4 separate regions of the Mus musculus genome follow, and all the other regions are linked to region 3. The links are chromatin contacts, called in public HiCAR-type, Micro-C and promoter capture Hi-C maps. All regions are on one chromosome and are shown on one strand. The core of a region is the stretch at or near the end of the contact, and the rest is flanking DNA. Distances in the headings are between cores, read along the strand shown.

The links. Promoter capture Hi-C pulls out the DNA fragments that hold promoters and counts their contacts. A called contact is a pair of places that touch in the nucleus more often than the background predicts. HiCAR-type assays count read pairs that join an accessible place to other places.
Region 1: a contact with region 3 is called in a promoter capture Hi-C map of liver, with 2.0 times the contacts expected there. The contact joins the enhancer-like site here to the promoter of Ulk1 in region 3. A contact is called at or near these places in 3 of 39 promoter capture datasets (hippocampal neurons, liver and second pharyngeal arch cranial neural crest), 4 of 115 datasets of contacts at active chromatin or transcription factors (cardiomyocytes, embryonic basal ganglia, embryonic stem cells and 1 more) and 1 of 9 other capture datasets (embryonic stem cells).
Region 2: a Micro-C map of embryonic stem cells shows a contact between it and region 3, with 3 times the contacts expected there. The contact joins the promoter of Plcxd1 here to the promoter of Ulk1 in region 3. A contact is called at or near these places in 1 of 39 promoter capture datasets (pre-B cells), 1 of 484 Hi-C or Micro-C datasets (embryonic stem cells) and 1 of 115 datasets of contacts at active chromatin or transcription factors (pancreatic cancer cells).
Region 4: a HiCAR-type map of astrocytes shows a contact between it and region 3, with 5 times the contacts expected there. The contact joins the promoter of Pitpnb here to the promoter of Ulk1 in region 3. A contact is called at or near these places in 10 of 39 promoter capture datasets (the C10 cell line, the HPC-7 cell line, HPC-7-derived erythroid cells and 6 more), 9 of 484 Hi-C or Micro-C datasets (CD4 T cells, CD8 T cells, embryonic stem cells and 4 more), 25 of 115 datasets of contacts at active chromatin or transcription factors (the 230-238 cell line, the SCID.adh cell line, Th17 cells and 20 more) and 2 of 9 other capture datasets (adipose tissue and liver).

The regions. Positions count from the first base shown.
Region 1 is chr5:111,377,488-111,380,187 of GRCm38.p6, forward strand. All of the region lies in intron 8 of Pitpnb (phosphatidylinositol transfer protein, beta), which reads left to right. Among named protein-coding and RNA genes, the nearest start is that of Gm36027, 23 kb to the left of the region's middle. Within about 2 kb of position 1,279, at least 29 of the 459 cell types and tissues checked have an H3K27ac peak or open chromatin away from gene starts, as enhancers often do. A contact at or near this core is called in liver, where this site is marked.
Region 2 is chr5:110,098,635-110,101,398 of GRCm38.p6, forward strand. Plcxd1 (phosphatidylinositol-specific phospholipase C, X domain containing 1) reads left to right here and starts at 1,335. Exons shown (of 8, transcript NM_207279.2): 1 at 1,335-1,385; 2 at 1,514-1,691; 3 at 2,382-2,471; 4 at 2,754-2,764. The coding sequence starts at 1,553.
Region 3 is chr5:110,808,806-110,811,565 of GRCm38.p6, forward strand. Ulk1 (unc-51 like kinase 1) reads right to left here and starts at 1,276. Exons shown (of 28, transcript NM_009469.3): 1 at 809-1,276; 2 at 322-414; 3 at 200-241. The coding sequence starts at 919.
Region 4 is chr5:111,329,342-111,332,041 of GRCm38.p6, forward strand. Pitpnb (phosphatidylinositol transfer protein, beta) reads left to right here and starts at 1,356. Exons shown (of 12, transcript NM_019640.5): 1 at 1,356-1,492. The coding sequence starts at 1,473.

The DNA of each region.
Region 1 (2,700 bases), core at 29-2,528, 570 kb after region 3:
GGTTTGGTTCCCGGCATCTACATGTTGTCTCATGACCAGTTCCAGGGGATCTGATGCCCTCTTCTGACCTCTGCAAGCACCAGGCATACATGTGGTGCACATGTATACATGTAGGCACAACATTCATGCATACATGCAGGCACTTGAATGCACATGTGTATGCACGCCAGAGCATGCATCAGGGTCAGAGGACAGCTTGCAGGAGTTGGTTCTCTCCTTTCATGTGGTACCAAGAGGTTGAACTGAGGCAGTGAGGCCTGGCAGCAGGCACTTTACTTACTGGCCATCCCACCAACCCAAAGTCTATAGCTTGGATTACAGGATGATTCTTTATCAGTCACCTTTAAACAGGAATGACTTGTGAAATGCCATGCACACGTTAGCTACCGCAGAAAGACACGTAGAAACGACACCTAAAGTGCCATGCACACGTTAGCTACTGCAGGAAGACACGTAGCTTGTGTGTGACTCCAGTGACACGCTGACACCTCCAGAAGACAACTGGGAAGTCAAGGCAGCAGGCCGGTGTCTACTTGAGCAGAGTTTAGTTGGGTTGCATATTCTTCCCTCAAAGGGTTGGTTGTTTTTTTTTTTTTTTTTAATAACTGCTTGTAAGTTGGATGGAAAACGAAGAAGATCGAAAATAAATAAACATGAGGTGATTGATTCTAGAACTAGGATTTTTTTTTTGGCCCATTTAATTTTTAAAATAATTCTTATAGCCAAGTGCAAACTCTATAAATTGCTGTGTTAATTGGCTTTAGTAGCTTGCCAGCATCACTGGGAAGCCTGGCTCACTGTGGAGTCCCTGTGTGCTAGAGTCCAGCCTGTGGAGGGCGCTTATGTTACATTTGGCTCACTCCTTTAATTAGAACTGAGTCTCCTCTCAATTTGGGGAGAAGGCTGACGGGCACACAGGTAAACTTTTGTAGGGAATGCTGTGTGCAACTCTTAGGGTTCGAAATGAAGTTGTTTGTGGCTTGTAGTACCCAGGACTTGTCCCAGCTGGAAGTTGCTTAGGGCTATCAGTGTTACTGGGGGTGGTGGCTGAGCTGTAGAAACTGTAGCCTGAGGGTGTGGACAGGGGTTTCACAGGCATTGAATGGGAAGGGCATGTTTGCTTTACCATCTGTAGCTTTGGAGCTAAGCTTGCTCAGTCCTGGTTCACCTCGGTGGACTCTAATAGTTTAGCTCTTCCTGTTCACACAGAGGAGTGAAGCCAGCAGAAGAAGGGTTCTGTACAGTAGGAGCCACAGCTGGATGCCATGTGCCTGACCTAGTGCCAGCTCGACCTGACTGACCCTGGAGCCATGTTCTCATTCTCAGCAGCACTCACTGGGCTAAAGGTCCCAGCGTGGGTTCCTTGCATATTGAAGAACTGTTCTGTGGGAGGCTCACCTTACCATCCTTTCTGCAGAACTGGGTTTTCTGAGGCAAGCTGACTGACCTCATCCCAGCTTAGAGCCAGGCCTGCAGTCAAGGAGAAGGAGGCTTGTGCCAGTTTAGCTGGTCTGCTAGAAATGAAGATACTCCCGAGAGACACTTGGGTCTATCTCGTTCTGACTTGAGATTGTTTAAACATTGGACTCAAAGCAGCGTAGATTTCCCCAGGACTCTTAGTGCTGGGAGAAGGAGAATGTGCTTGTCAGAGGGGAAGCTGTGTTGTCTTCCAGAAAGAGACTCCACAATAACAATGAATGTTTCATAGGATAAAACTGAGCCCTGACAACGGTGGGTCAGTTGGGGGCGGTACCCATCCTGCCAGGGCTTACGTACATAACCTTGGCCCTCTGTTTAAACTTCAGTCTCACTTTAGGGCCCCAAAGGTGAATTTGAGGGGCTTTCCACATATTTTTGTCCCTCTCGAAGTGTGACTACGTTGAGTAAACCTCCTTTTTCTCTTCTCACTATTAAACTGGCTCCTGTTATTGGGTGATTGAACTCAGGTGGCCAGACCTGACCTGACTTAGCTTTGTGACCCTCCATGTCTGATAGCAGCAGTGTGTTCTGCTGCATGACAGATGAATGGCTCCACCAAAGGCAGCAATGTTATTCTGTTGTTGCAAATACACGTGTGTATGTGCACACACGTAAGTCACAGTTGCTTATGTGGGTGGTAGAGCAGCTGGATACTCAGGTGCTGGTCTCATCACCCTCTCCACCTTTCCATGAGTGCGTGTTACTGGTCAGGAAGCCCCGCTCTGGGGTGCTCTTGTTCAAGGGTACAGCTGAAACCCCGCCCCACCACCCCGCCCCACTACACAGCCTGAGTGAGGACCGTTGCTCACAACATCCTCATTTATCCAAACAAGGCTTGACTTTCCATCCACATCATCTGAGTGAATGCCAGTGTGTGGCAGGCACTCTGGGAACTGAAGCTGCATGTACAGGCCATGCTGTGAGCAGTGTGCATTTGCATCCCCGCCTGTGGCCTTCTGCTGTTATGAACTGCTGCTGCATTGGAGATATTTGGAAACACAGAAATGGTGGAAGGTCATGAGCAGATCCCCAAGGGGAGTTAGGGAACACAGCCTCCCTGTTTAGGCTCACTGTGTTAAGAGCTTCCTGTATAGTGACAGCAGCTGACCTCACAGTTGGATGGCAGAGAGAAGCAATGCTCTCAGTCCATGGTGGTGTTCCATAACAGTCTGTTTCAGTCAAAACCTAAACACTGACGTCACAATGTTTCAATTTTCTCAT
Region 2 (2,764 bases), core at 85-2,584, 710 kb before region 3:
CCTGAAAGCACAGGAGGTCAGCTGAGAGTACAGGACATCTGCTGGGTACACAGGACACCTGCTGAGGGTACAGGACACCTTCTGGGGCACAGGAGACCTGTAGAGGGCACAGAACACCTACAGATTTCACAGGAGTCCTGCACTGGACCTGCCGGGTCAGAGAATACCTATGAGGGGACTAGACACCTACTAAGGCCCAGGGGACCTGCACTGGGCTCGGGGATACCTGCTGAGGGCACAGGACAAGTGGGTCTCAGGTGTAACCGCCTGCGGCCACACTAACTGGGTTCCTGAGTGGGAGGTCCGAGCTGTACGGAGAGAAATAATGGAGGCCAAGACATGTTTCTGTTCAAGGCCCCCAAGTTTACTAAGAGTCTGTGCTTATAAAGTGGGGAGGCCCACCCACTGCAGATCTATTCTTGATGCCCATTGCCAGCCTGTGCCATCTGCTGCACAGAACTGGTTTGGCAAGTAGGTGTAAATTACTGGATTGCTTGAAGTCTCCATCTCAAGGGCCTCTCAGCAGGTAGCAGTGTCTTGGAGTAGAGCAGAGGCAGGTGGCAGAACAATACAGCCCTCTAAGTCAGAAGGCTCCACCCCAGGTGGTCTCGTACTCAGTGGCAGCAAGGTCTGAATCAGCCTGCTTCAAGGCTGGGGGAGGTTACACTCAGGAAGCACTCAGGGGTTCCCTTGTAACATACAGGGGACTGCTTCCCTGGTTTACCATCAGCAGAGCTCTTAAGTCCTGCACAGGCCTTGGCAGGTGAAGGGGGGAGGGACTGAAAAAGGGAGGGAGGGAGAGAGGAAGGGAGGGTTGCTGGAGGCAGTGACAACCACCCAGTCCTAGACCTCTGGTGGGGGATCCTGCAGAGCCCGGGGGGGGGGGGGGGGAGGGGTAAACAGAAAAGTCTGTGAACCTTTGTGGCATGCGGGGAGCTCCTAGGCAATTCCTGGAACCCCAGGCTCAGGTCCCCCCTGTGCCCCAGTCCACACTTGCCTCTGAGCCCATCCTTCTCCAGCCTGTGTCCCTCCCCAGGCTCGAATTCCTGAAAGAGGAGGAGGAGGGGGAGGAGGAGGAGGAGAAGGAGCCTTGCTGGGCCAGGGAAACAAAAGTTTACCATCCTGTGGCTTTAAAACCACAGCTGGTTAGGATGAAAAGAGTAGATGCCTGGCAGTTTGGCTCTGGAGCCAGGGCAGAGGAATGCAGGGCCTGTAAGGGCTTGACCCTGGAAGGGAAGACCCATCACAGAGCCTTTGGGAACAGCAGCTCCTTGTGGTAGGTTAGAAGAGAGGTTGAACCCTTATTAAAAGTAGATTTCAAAAAAGGTTATGCCTACACACGCATGACTTAACTGCGCTGGCAGTGGAGTCTGATCTGGTGCTTGGTAAGAGAGGGGAAGGGACAAGGGAGGGAGGGAGTCCTCGGGACACGGTGCCTCAGTTTCCCCTCGCCCCAGCTGCCTCGGTGGCCCCCTCCCTTCTAGCTGCCTCAGTTTTCCCCTCTGTATCTCAGATGCTAGCCTGCCCGGCCTGCCAGGATTATGGCTGAAGAATGAGCCAGTCAGAGTTGGTCCCCACCCCACCCCTAATGCAGGGACTAGAGCCGAGCAGGGTAGGAAGAGTGGGTGAAGTCTGCCGCTCAGTGCATAAGAACGTGTTGACCGTCCCAGAGCACACAGTAGGCACCGAAGGTATGCATGCATGTGTCCTGACTATGCGTGACATCACAGCGGCCACGCCCCTGCAGGGGACAGAGTCTTTTGGGGGAGGGAGCTCGGGCCACAGACTCGCTAGTGGGACAGCGTGGACTTTGGTGCTCCCCCTCCTCCGTCTCACGTGAACACCCGCGGGGTGCCGGGACCGCAGGTCAGTGACTGAACAGGGTCACAGGTGGGAGGTGGGGGTGGGGTGGGGTGGAGAATATAGGTCTGAGGGCCACACTGGGATGGGGAAGGAAGTTCTGATCCCAGGGTCACGGAGGTGGGGGTGAGAGTATGGGTCACGTGGTGGGAGCGAGGGTCCTGAGGTCACACGGGTTGGGGGATGGAGCATGGGCCCAGGAGTCACCCGGGGGTGGAAATGCGGGTCCAGGGGACACACGGCGGGGGAGAGTGGGGGTCACGGGGTAGAACATGGGTCCAGGGGTCACCCAGGGTTGGAATGCGGGTTCCCTGGGCACAAGGGGTGGGGAGTGCGGGTCCCTAGCACAGCTCAGCAGGCCCATAGTCACAGGCCTCCTGCCTCAGTTTCCCCACTAGCTCCATCTTGTTCAGTCCTGCCATGTCCACCCATGGCCCTGCCCCGCCCCTTCACGGAGCCTTGCCCCCCCCCCCCGACTCATTGCGCCCTGTGCTCTTCCTCCCCCTCCCCACCCGCCGCAGCTGCAGCTCCCATGGGAGACCAGGCAGACTGGATGTCGCAGCTGTGCCCTCAGCTGTGGGATGTCCCCCTGCACCACCTGTCCATCCCAGGTGAGTACGGGGCCAACCTCACGTTCTCCGGATGCGGGGGCCAGGCTGAGATGGGGCTTCCGTGGGGGAGCTGTCAATCATTGTCAGTGGCTCTGGCTGTCTGACTTACTGGAGGAATGCGCCACTGACTGGGGTAGAGGGGCAGCTGGGGGGTGACAGGGGCTGGACACAGAGGCCTTAAGCCCCGCCCCTTCCAACTTGTCAGTCACAGGAGACCCTGACTACTTGGGGCTCCACGGGGCGTCAGGGGCGGGATATGACCGGTGACTTGCGTGTCCCCAGGGAGCCACGAC
Region 3 (2,760 bases), core at 26-2,525:
AGTGGCCTCACAGTAGGACAAGCGTGAGACAAGGCATTCAGAACCCAGCTCCTTTCACCTAAACCAAATACTAATCTAAAGCCATCATCTGCCCTCAGGGGGGCTCCAGCCCCAGGCAACCTAGGTCCTGAAGCAACAGTGGATGGGACAAGGGCAAGAATAGATTTACCCCTCCCCCAAGCCCAACGCTGAGCCTTACCTGGAAGTCATACAGCGCCACGATGTTTTCGTGCTTTAGTTCCTAGGACACAAATCCAAGTTTCTCATGAGCAAGAAAAGAGCTGACCCACCCTCTCCCCCTCCCCCGAGGCGCTGGCTCACCTTCAGGATTTTGATTTCCTTTCCCAGCAGTGTTTGGGACTTGGCAAGGTTCTTCTTGTTAATGCATTTGACGGCCACCTCCAGGTCGTGCTTCTGAAAAGCCAAACGTGAACCTTCAGGGTTGAAAACAACCCCCCCTCCTGCTCCCCACCAAGCAGGGAACACAGAGATGGCTTAGGGTGGCTGTCCCAAGGGTCTTGGAATGGGAGGCTGCCAGAGGCAGACAGATAGTGAGTGTCTGTCAGCCGGCCTGGAATTTAAGTCCCAGGATGGAGTCCCAGGTTAGGTTCTCAGAACTGGTCTGACTTCGGGGCTAGGTAGGGAATCCTGTGCTGGCTGGCGTCTCCAGTTTTCTGGAGCTAGAGTAGCAGGTGGGTTTCCCGGGCTGGGGGGTCCTTAATTGGGTCCCTCTACGGATTACCGGAGGTAAGGTGTCCCTTGGGCTGGGAGTCCGGGATTGCGAGGCCTCCGCGGGAGCCTCACCCACCTCGCGGTGTCGACCCTTGAAGACCACCGCGAAGGCGCCGTGTCCAATCAGGTCCTTGCGAGAGAACTCGAACTTGCCCACGGTCTCGACGCCGCCGCGGCCCGGCTCCATAGCGCGCGCGGGCCGGGGGCGCGAGCCCGGGCTCGGGCCCCGGGGCGGCGCTACGGGGTGCGCTGGGCTCAGGCGGAGGCCGGCGGGCCGCGTACGCGGGGACGGAGGCGCGGGCTCATCGCCAGGGCCCCGTGCCCCATCGGGCAGGCCTGAGCCGGGTCCCAGTCCCACAGGCCGGCGGACGGAGGGGCGCGCTCCCTCGGCGTCCTCCTCGGTACCCTCCCGGCGCTGACAGTCGGGACCCGGTCCGACTCGGGACTCAGCTCTGACACACTCCAGCTCCAAGTCCGGGCCTGACTGACGATGCGGCTCGGAGCCCCGCAGGGAAACAAAAGATCCGCGGCACCCGGGCCTCGGAGCCCGAGGTGCCGGCGCAGCCGCACTGCGTGGAGGCGGGACGATGGGCGGGGCCTGCGGAGCTCAAGACCTCTTAGGCGGCGGAGCTGGCAATGGGCGGGTCCGAAATGAAGGACACCTCGTGGGTGGTAAGGCGGGGCGGGGCTTAGTTTGGGTGGTGCCTCGATGGGCCCAGCCCTATACTGGGCGGGACTTGAGAGAGGAGGCAGGATATGGGCGGGGCCGGAGCAGACTGGGCATGTCAATGTCAGAACTATCTCTGGTTGTGGCTCCTCGCTCTGCCCTAGGCATTTTTTTATTTACTTATTTTATTCATATGTATATGTGTGTGCCTACAGGAGTTTATATGCACCGTGTATGTGTATATAAACACGTGAAACATTCATATTAAACATGTATGTGTCGGGTCCTGGAATTGGAGTTTCAGGCAGTAATGAGCTGCCATGTGGAAACTGGTAACCAAACCAGGAGAGCAGTAGATGCTCTTAATAGCTGAGCCATCTCTCCAGCTCTGCCCTACGTACTTCCTACCACTTGTTTTGTTTTGTTTTGTTTTGTTTGTGCTTTCTTTTGGAGAAGTCGAGATAGGATTTCTTTGTGTATCCCTGCCTGTCCTGGAACTCACTCAGTAGAACTGGCTGGCTTCAGACTCAGAGATCTGCCTGCCTCTGCCTCCTGAGAACTGGGGATTGAAAGTTTTTTAACTGAGTCTTCTCACATTGTAGGCCCGACTGGTCTCGAACTTGCTTTGTCTCTTTGTAGATCGTGCTGACCTCAAACTCACAGATATCCCTCAGCCTCTTCCTCCTGAGTATTGGAATTAAAGGCAGGTGCCACCACATCCATTTTCTCTCTTTTATTACATTTGCTTATTCTGTATGTGGGGACGGAGACTTGAGAACATGGTCATGTGAAGGTCAGAGGAAAATGTAAAAGATGTTTCTGTCTACTTTGTGACTCTTAACATTAAATTCAGGTTGTCAAACTTGGCAACAAGGTCTTTTATCCTTGGAGCCATCTCACCGAAGGCATCAGTTTTCCTTCATTTATTATTTTACTTAACTTTTGTTGTTAGAGGGGAAGTTTGAGGCAGGGTTTCCTGTAGTCCAGGCTATCCCAGAGCTCATCACATAGAATAGCCGTGAGCTGCTGATTCTCCTGCAAATGCTGGGATTATTTATAGCATGGGCATTTGGTTTGCCTCAGGTGTTTTTCTTGCCTGTCTGGTCACATGGGAACTGCATGGGCATGTTGGAGCACTTGATGTATACAAACATTGTCATTTGGGGAGGGGTATATTGCCATGTTGACCCAATGCCAAATCAAAGGCTCTGTGTGTGTGTGTGTGTGTGTGTGTGTGTGTGTGTGTGTGTGTGTTGTCGCACATACCCATTCTGAGTCTCACCATATGAAGGATGACATGGGCATGTTTGAGCTCATGATACTTATGACCACAGTCATTTGGGGAGGAGGTGTGCAATGTG
Region 4 (2,700 bases), core at 106-2,605, 520 kb after region 3:
CCAGGATTCAGGTCCAGGGCTTCATCTTCAAAGTCCAACCCAGTTTCCCAAATCGGGACAACTGACCTATGCTCTGATATCTAACAAAATTAAGGAACACTTGGGACTGGGGTTGGAGAGATGGCTCAGCAGTTAAGAGCACTGGTGGTTCTTCTAGAGTATCTGGGTTCAATTCCCAGCACCCACGACGTGGCAGCTCACAACTGTTTGAAACTCCAGTTCCAGGGGATCTGACCTCATCCAGGTATACATGCAGGTAAAACACCAATGTACATAAAATATAAATAAATCAATCACTAGAGAGGGGAAGAATATTCTTGAGACTATTTCTAGTTTTTATGAAAATATTTTCAAGATCATTCGATGAGGGAAAAAATATGGTTTGACACAAAGTATAGAGAAATCAAATTTACCTAAAATGCCCGTTGACACAAAGAAGATTATTCCTGCAGCTATCCAGCTCCCTAGGAATCCCACTAAAAGGTCCTTGAATCCCAAGTTACTAAGTTCAGTGAGTGAGGAAGCAGAGGGCAGTCCAAGAGCAGTACTTAGTCACTGTTTCAAAATTGTTTTATCAAAGTTGTTAGGTCAACTAGTGCTTAAAGCCCGTGTTGGGACGGGCTTCTGATTGGTCTTAGTAAAATTTAACTTTCATTCTTCCTGTAGTGAGTTCTTTGCCCCGAAAGCACATAATGAAAAACCAATGCCTTAGACACGTAGAATTCGTCTAGAATTAGTCTACCCAACTGGGTCTGGGTCTGTCTCATGCAAAATTGCTTTTGTTGAGGATTCAATGTTTGGACAGGGGCTCAGTTGTTAAGAACACTGGGGGTTCTTGCAGAGGACCCAGGTTTGGTTCCCAGCACTCACATGGCATTTCACAACTGTCTGCATCTCCAGTTACACGTGAACCTCAGTATGCATGAGACACACAGGGAGCAGACACAATACAGGCAAACCAGATAGATGTACCCTTAAAAAGGTTAGTTAGGACAAGGGGCGAACACATCAGGATTTTAACACCGGTCTGTCTGGGTTTCTAGAACACGCTCCTGCTAAACCTGAGGTCGTCCTCGGCTCCCACACCTGTGCGAACTCAACGTCGTTTAGGGTCCCGACTGGAGAACTCACTGGAAACCATAGGCTGCACAGCGCCGTGAGAGACTAACGCTGGCAGGAGGACGCCGCGCTTGCTGCCCCACTGCTCGCCGAGAGTACGCAGGCGCGCTCCAAGGCTCACCAGCGCGCCAAGGGGCCACGCAGCCGCAGTGGAGGCCTCGTGCTCCGTGAGCGGGGCGTGGACTGGGCGGAGTCAGCTCCCCCAGGCGCGCTGACGCAATGGCCGGCGGCGGAAGGGCGCGGACGCGCAGGCGCTCCCGGGGCTCGGACGATTGGGAGGCGGGGCTACGCTTGCGTGTTGCGAGGCCCGGCGGTGGCGGCTGGCGGCGGCGGCTGTGAGGGGTTCCCGGAAGATGGTGCTGATTAAGGAATTGTGAGTGGGTCGTTGGGCTCGAACGAGGTTCCGGAATGCGGGCTGGGGAGGATCGGTGGGCTCCGCGAGGAGGGCGCTCCCGGGTCGCAGTTGGCTCCTTCCTGGAGCCCCCAAGGCCCTGTGCGGCGCCGCCGCCCTCCGCAGTCAGCGCCAGGGTCGGCGGTGCGGCCGGGGCTCTCGGGGGAGCCGGGAATGCCGGGCGAAGGGTCGCCCGCAAGTTCGAGCCCGACCCACCTCAGGCTCAGTGAAGCCCACTCTAGATCATGCCCCTGCGGTCGCTCTCAGACCCCTCATCTCTAAGATGGGGAGACACCGGCCCCACCTGCTTCACTGGGTTCGGTGCGGGGTTAAACACATGGTGCTTAACACGGCAAATAAAGACTTTTCCCAAGTTCGTCGGACTGGTCCCGTCATTCTGTTGGGAAGTTGTGGCTTCCCCCTCTGCTTAGAGCCACGGACATCACAGGAAACCGTGGTGGCGGGGAATGTTCAGCTGTCATACCTGAGCCGGTGTCCCTTGTGCAATTTCAAGTGTGACCCATTTTGTTGTTGCTGTTCTTCCTCGGCCCTGGTTTAATTTCAGATTCTTAAAAGAAGCAAAAAAAAAAAAAGACGTTAAGTTAGCTGTCTAGATTCCTTGCCTGTATTAACGTCAACCTTGTAAAAATCACTAACAAGGTTTCTCTACTTAACACTGCCCAGATTCTATTTTCTGCTCATATGTAATTTTTTTTCCTTGCCCATTCCAGCATTACAAGACCCCTTGTTCCTCTGTCGCTCTGTATGTTGGCTTTCCTTCTCTTTCTGCTGACTCGAATGCTTTTTCCTCAAATCAGTAGCTCACCTTAAAGGTCTTGGGAAGTGTGTATTGTTTGTCTTTCTGACTGTTCGCCCTACATTGTGCAGGATACTCACTCTGATACCTCCATTTTTTTTGGATCAGTCTTTAGTACATAGCACATCTTCAGCCAGCATTTGGTGTTTTTAAAGATTTGCCTGTTTATATGTGTATTTAAGTGTTTGCCTGCGTGTGTGCATATGTGCTGCGTTCATACAGTGCTCTTGGAGGTAGTAGTAAGAGGGCATTAGGCATTGGATCCCCTGGAACTAGAGCAAGAAGTGAGCCACCGTCCATGGGCTGGAAACTGAACCCAGTTACTCAGAGCAGCAAGTCCTCTTAGCCGCAGAGCCATTTCTCCAGCCCTTCA